Regions from separate parts of the Mus musculus genome. Here region 2 is linked to region 1. A link is a contact called in public HiCAR-type data. All regions are on one chromosome and are shown on one strand. Each heading gives the region's core, a stretch centred on a gene start, on an enhancer-like site or on the middle of the called end of the contact. The rest is flanking DNA. Distances are from core to core; before and after follow the strand shown. Region 1 has its middle 79 kb from the start of Gm41967. Region 2 overlaps Hmcn1 (hemicentin 1).

Region 1 (3,575 bases), core at 740-3,239:
CTATGCATGGTGCCAAGAAAAACAGGAGAAGGTAGTCTTGAGTCTAACTAGAAGAAGCAAGAGAAAGCATACACTTCATATAGCAAGATGAAGAAAGAGGGAAAAGACACACCCCTCCATTAGAGGACAGTTTTCAGACATCCCCACACATTTAAGTCTTGTCACCCTGAACTTAATAGCTATAAGGAAAACAAAGCAAAAAAAAAAAAAAAAAAGTTGAACTGCATGAAAAAAAATGAAGCAGAAATCTCTGCTAAAAGGTAAGAACTAGCAGTAGAAACAGTGAGAATGGGGGTCTGTCTTGTCCTGCACAGCTTAGTCTGAAAACCTGACTAAGGGAAGCAGGGGAATAAAGAAAGGACAGAATGCACAGAAAAGCTGGGGTCAGATGGGTTGTGTGTACCCTGATAAAGTGGTACTAACTGTGCCACACAAGCCAGAACCTTAGCACTTTTAATAAGTACAGCACAAGGGGAAGTGTTGGCTAACTAAGACAGTTCTCTGTAGGGGAGCAGTCCCAGGCTTGTCAACATGCCAGATGAGGAAGCTGCAGTACCTAGTGTTTGTACACATAAATCAATAATTCATAAATAATCATACTTGGGCCATAGGAAGGCTTTGCCACTCCCACGGGTTGAGACATTGGTGTGCTTGACATGGCCAAGCCCAGGCCAATAATATACATTCACTCAAGACTTTATCCAATCTTTACATATTCACTGAGGAATTTCTCCCACTCCCCACAGGAATTCTTTTTCCAAAAGCTGTAATATAATGGTGGTGTTTTTGGTGATAGAAGAAACACTTATGTGCTGCATTTTGCCTGTAACAGGACAAACAGCCAAAAGTTGTCTGTGGGTACAGATAAAGATAAGAGAAGTAGGAAAAATCGGTAAAGCAAGGTGCTGGAGAGTACAGGCCACATCTAATGCAGTGGTTCTCAATCTTCTTAATGCAGTGTCCCTTTAATACAGTTCCTCATGTTGTGGTGACCTCCAACCATAAAACTGTTTTTGTTGCTACTTCATAACTAAATTTAATACTGTTATGAATTGTAATGTTAATATCAGATATGTATGATGGCCTTAGGTGACCCCTGTGAAAGGGTTGTTGGACCTGCAAAGGGTTCGTGACCTACAGGTTGAGAACTGTTGACCAAATGGAAAGCCTAGGAGAGAATACACAGATAAACAAAACCTGTACTACCTGCTCTTCTAGAGCTTCCAGAATGAAAGACCATAGGCCAAGTCCCTTAAACAACAGAAATGTGTTTCTCACAGTTCTGGAAGCTACAAGTCCCAAATGAAGGTCCTGGCAAGTCTGGGTTCCCCTGAGTCCTTTCACGGAGTTGTAGATAACCATGTCCCTACTGTGTTTTCACTTGGCCCCTTTTCTGTATCTATTTCTCAGGTGTGTCTTCCTCTTCTATAAGAACACTGGTCTTCTTCAGTTTCCCAGGTGGCTTGTGATTAGAGATGGAAAAGGCTGAAAGCTTATACCAGCCAGGCAAGGACCTTGTCTTCCAGAAAGAGATTCCACACAGTTCACGCAACTTGTCTGACCAACTTGTAGGCGTGAATAGAGAGGAGAGAAGGATAATGGATGGTCTGTTGAACATGAACCTCAAATCAGGACTGCAAAGATAAACTTTGCAATGGACTTCCTCGTTCCTGTTCCCAATGTGGTCATGTTGAATAACAACCTTTTTCTGTTTTTCACTAAGTTTTTTTTCTTTAATTGGCCAACTAAAGATGGGAGACTGAGCCTACCTTGCCAGGGCTCTCAGGGCCCATGTTCTGATCCTAATAATGCAGTTAACAGAATCCCTTTGTCCTTGTCCAATTGGTTTGTGGGCTCCTGCAGTGTCTGTGAATCTTTTAGTCCACAATGTCCTGATGTTTCCAGGCACTTCCACCTCTGAGTCAGACAGTGGGATAGAGACCAGCTCATCGTACTCTGGCTCAGGTTCCTAAACAAAGTATTTCCATGTGTACAGGCAGTACATGACATGGCCCATTGGCCACAGGCTACTTCAACTCTGTAGGGACACTGAACAATGTACCAGCAGACTTGCTAGGGTATCTAAAACACATTTTCAAAATGTCAAGTGACCCTCAGTGACCAGCCTGCTGAGTAACTCTGTGCTCAAGGGGTCCTTAGTGGGGATGCTGCAGCCAAGTTTTCAGAGTGTGATTACCTCTCCACCTAGTCAGAAATTTCCCTGCCAAGCAAGCAGCAGGAGAGCATGTAACTGCTCAAAGTGACTGTAGTTTTCCAACTACCACATTCTGCCAAGGCTCTGTTTCAAATTTTCTATTCTCAGAGAAGCAGCCTAGGAATCTGCAAGTTCTTCATCATGGATTCTAGGAGACCTCCTCAAGCCCCTTCTATAACCTCAGTCCTGCAACTGGCCACTCACCTTAGCTGCATTAGCATGCATGCCCTGCACCCAACACCCATCTTCTGCCAGGATTTACCTGTCTTTCCTTGAGGCCTGTAGCAGTGCTTGTTGAAGATGTAAATATGATACTAAGCTAGCAACATCTTCAATAAACTGCTTGCCACTCAACCCACTTCTGGAGAGAGCATTAGAAAGTTAAGGCAAATGCGTGTTCTTTATTACTAGTTGGGTGTTTTGCCTCAGTCACTCATATAGGCTCAGTGGTACAACTTATATTCAGAGTTTGGGTAACACTCAGGTCCTCCCTAAGATGAGACTAAAGGGTATTTTACCTCCTTTTCCTAAGCTTTTCTAAGGCCACACAGTTACACGGAGGATATGTTTCATAATTCAAGATAGATTATGATTGTAAAGGGAGAATGTTCAAAGTATAAAGAGGCCACACCAAGTAGACAAACCCAATATTAACTCTTCTCTGCATTGCACTAAATATTGCATTGCTAATAATCAAGATCTACTAACATCTGGGTACTTGATCATCCATATCAGCAGTTTCCTCTTATCAGGCTAAATCAGTATGAACAGACACATAGGATCTTTTAAGAATCAACAAATAAGAGATTCAAGAGGTAGAGGGGTGTGGCCCTCCTGCCAAGGCACAGTCTCAATCTCTTTCTACCTGGTGCTGGCAGATCAGGATGTAAAGCTCTCAACTATTGCTCTATTCCCTGCCTTCCTGCCTGCCACTCATTCTGCCACGATCATAACAGACTAACCCTCTGAAACTGTAAACAATCTCCTGATTAAGTGTTTTCTCGAATAAGCTGCCTTGGTCATGATGTCTCTTCATGGAAATAGAATAATAACTAAGATAACAAGCAAATACAATGTATAGACAACACAGTCATCAAGTGGTAATAAAATTTGTGTAGGCACAGAAACACAAATCAATGCTTATGAAGGACTCTTAGCATCAGAACCTATAGGCTATTTGGAGTCAATATATATGGGAAAAAACTCAGCAATGGGGGGAGAGAAAAAGACCACAATCCAAACTTTAGAAAAATAGCTGATTTCTAGCAGATATAAAAAGTTACTGGATTAGAAAGATCTGCACTATTTTTTGTACATATACCACAATGTCAGACAGTGTAGGGCATTGTTGAAACTCTGG
Region 2 (3,575 bases), core at 632-3,131, 320 kb before region 1:
GGAGTTTGATGTATGATGTGATGCGAAAGCAGCTTCAGGATGAAAGCAATTGTTGGTACTTTCATCCTCCTGCCTCAAAGTGTTTCTGGGGTATAACAGGAGAAGTTGAGGTGTTCCGAGCCCTGACTGTGAGTCCCACCGACTCACCCTCAGACCCAGTTTGTTTCTTTTCTTCACTCAGGCCTGTACTAGAAGGTACATTATCTTTGGGATCTGAAACCAAAAGTGTAAAAAGTTAGTTGTCAAATATAATCAACAGCCTGTGAGATGTTCTGAGTTTGTGCTTTTCAAACTTTGTGCCAGGAGCCATGATAAAACATGTGCATGTTATATATCAAAAAAACAAACAGACAAAAAAAAACAATTTGCTTTTGTGAGACAGTTTTACTACACTCTCAGTGGCTTCTGCGGCTCTCATCTTACTGGGCTCTTTGTCACTTTCCATGGTTCTTGTAGACTCACAATATCTTGTTCATAGTTACCTTTCCCCTCAGGGCTATGGTCATGCCCGGCAGGCCACTGCAGTGTGTGCTACCATCCTATTTAGATAGTACCTCCCCACTCCTTGATCTACTGGTCTATCTCAGTGGACTTCCTCTGTTACATTTTAGTCTGGAATTCTCGCAAACACCCTGGATCTTACCACTCTTTCAAGTCTTCCTTTCCTCAGATAATTGATTCAGGCATCTCCGTCTCCATCAGCACACTGTCAGCAGAGATAGGCCGCAGCTTCTTAGCTTCCCCTTTGTCCTCAGGTCCAACAGGAGGTTCCGTCACGAGGCTGGCATGCTTTCTCCCAGGCCATTAGACCTTCTGATCGCTCTCGTTCCACCATTCTAGTGCAGAGACTTATCATTTTAAAACACTGTTCTGTCTTCCCTGTGCAGCAGCGTTCAGTTCCAAAGGCAGAACCTCATGACTATCTGCATGGTTCATGCTTATCCATCAGTTTGCCAAGTGTTGGGAAAGTCTCACAACACGGCCCAATATACCACCGGCTCTAGAGGATGGAGTGATAGATAGCTACTCCAGAATGTGCACATGAGCACAGGTCAAAGTGAAGTTTGAAGGATAGTATTTAATTAGTTGCAGTGTTAGCCGAGCAGCTTGAGTGGGAACTCTGGGGCTGCTTCTGTTTGTGCATGTCTTGGTGTGCACACGGAACTGAGTTATAGTTAATGAATATGCAGATGAATTTGCATAAGCATCCCTTGATTTTAATTATGTTTCCTATCAGTAATCCTCCATCCCTTTGCCCTTATAGCGTGTTGCTACAATGGCCATTAAATTGCTACTTAATATGCAGTCACTTTTTTCTCCCTTACAATTGAAAAATCTTTAGATGTTGAGATTCTCTGAGGAAAAAAAAAGTTGTTAGAGAATTGTTTATCCCATTAAGGGATTATCCCTGGTGGCATTCCATGTTCTTGGTTGCCTCCGTCTCTACATTCACCTATTTTACTGTGAACCTCTGAGCACAAGAGCCCCATAGTTCTCACGTAGCCTGTGCTTCATCTAGAGGAAGAACCACGGTTATAGGGAGGGGTTTCGATAGTTGTTGGATAAATGAATAACACTTAAAAAAAAAAAAGAACATTAGCAACAACATTGTATGAGAATGATTTAAACTCAATGGTACAAAGATACCTTAAAAATCCAATCTCAGTTTTCATAATATTTTAGAGACTCAGAAAGGCCACTTAAGGGGAGAATTCAAGCCCAAGACCTATTAGCAAGAGATTTACAGTGCTTGCTTCTTTCTCTGTAAGAATACAGCTGAACTCTCTTCACAAAAGTCCGAAGAGACTGAAAATAGCTACATTCCAAATAAGACCTGGCACAGCACGGCTGTTTCCTGCCTCTCCCCGCTTGTGTTTTGAAGGATCTTCAGGGAGTGCCCGAATCCTCCCTGCGCCATCTGTCTCCAGGGTGAAGGATCCTGCTTCCTGACTCACACCCCGTTGACTCTCTTGGCAGTGTTCTTCCCAACATCCTCTGGAATTGGGTCTGATGCAGTCAATATGTAGGGTCATTTGATTTTTTTACCTCCAAAAAGACAAAAACAAAACAAAAGAAAACACTACTCTCTTGGAAGTGGAGCTGGGGTCCACATCTCTAGACATTTGCTCTGGGCGAGGCATGTCTAATTAATTATTATTTATTGCTGTTTTGTTTTGGCTTTGTGTTGTCATAAGATCCACAAGGGCCCAATTAGAATATCTTGTTGAGAAAGAAATGAGATATTCAGTTTTTCCTTTCATTCAACACTGAGTGCTATTACACACATCAAGAGACCATGGGAGTATTTTAATTCGAAACTTTCTAGTGAATGCTTCTCTTTTCAATAAAAGCAAAAACTTTATTAAGTAAGGGCCAAATCAAACAAGCAAACAAACAAACATAACAAGTCTAGATTGCATTAACACTTCATATTTAATGTAAGAAGTATATACTGTTTTCTTTGTTTGGAGAGTGTTTTATTGTTTCATAAATTAGTATGAGTAACTAAGTATGTTATATATTTTATAAAATTTTCATAGATTTTTTGGACATTATAATTTCCTGACCTTTCTGACCCCACCTCCCACCCCACCCCCTGCCAAAACAAGTCAAGTACAGCAAAGATTACCGCTCTATTAAAACTGAACTTGGACCTGTGGAAGATCAAACATCTAAAAAAAAAATCCCTTCACATTTAAATTGGTCTTTAAAAGTGAGAAGAGAATGCTGTTTGAGGCTTATTAAATACTCGCCTATTAACATCGCCTCTGTCTTAGTTTATTTTCCCATTGAGAAGTGGAATGAGAAAACTAATCTAAACATTTGTAAGAAACACTGACAGAAGTTTCTATGCTTACATCATTACGCTGATTGCGAATTTATACATGTATTTTATTTCTTTTCATCTGGTGGACAGAGAATTTAAGTTGAAAGGCAAATGAACTTTCTCTCTGGGGGAAAGGAGGGGATGACAAATGACAACCACTGGTGTTCAGATCACACAGAGCTTGGCCATTAATACAGTTGTAAATATGTAGGAAAGAGGGCTGCCTGGGGTCACATTCTTTATGAGAAATTATAAAGCTTGTTGAGTTTTAGGAAAAAAAAATTATTGGCACTATTATGCGTCTAACTATTTTATCCAAATGTTTTAGGGAACAAAAAGCACATCAGTCAAACACTTGAAATACCAAAAAAAAATATTCCACAAAAATAATAACCGAGAGATTTCTACATAGCTGAATGGCACTTACAACTTTTGTATATAGTTTTGATCCTCCCAAAATGCAAACCTCTCCATAGAACTTAATTTTCCTTTGAGAAAATGGCATAGTCTTAAAAAACCCAAAAGTATGTGGGACAGCTATGTTCACATAGCAATAGGATAGAGCTTTGAGAAGATCAGGCTGGGGCCTAATTTCTCCAAGCCTTTAAGAGAAGCAAAGGGATAAACGTAAAGGACCGAGAACAGGAGATGGGTGGGGGAGAGGGGATTGTTTCCTTGTCCCGGAAGAGTGTCTGACACTAACATTCTTTGCTAACAGAGGTTATGAGTCAACATGGATAAATGAACA

What was found. HiCAR-type assays count read pairs that join an accessible place to other places.
Region 2: a HiCAR-type map of fibro-adipogenic progenitors shows a contact between it and region 1, with 2.9 times the contacts expected there. The contact joins two enhancer-like sites.

The regions. Positions count from the first base shown.
Region 1 is chr1:150,550,010-150,553,584 of GRCm38.p6, reverse strand. No RefSeq gene overlaps it. Among named protein-coding and RNA genes, the nearest start is that of Gm41967, 79 kb to the right of the region's middle. Within about 2 kb of position 1,989, at least 8 of the 459 cell types and tissues checked have an H3K27ac peak or open chromatin away from gene starts, as enhancers often do. A contact at or near this core is called in fibro-adipogenic progenitors, where this site is marked.
Region 2 is chr1:150,871,752-150,875,326 of GRCm38.p6, reverse strand. All of the region lies in intron 2 of Hmcn1 (hemicentin 1), which reads left to right. Among named protein-coding and RNA genes, the nearest start is that of Hmcn1, 120 kb to the left of the region's middle. Within about 2 kb of position 1,881, at least 31 of the 459 cell types and tissues checked have an H3K27ac peak or open chromatin away from gene starts, as enhancers often do. A contact at or near this core is called in fibro-adipogenic progenitors, where this site is marked.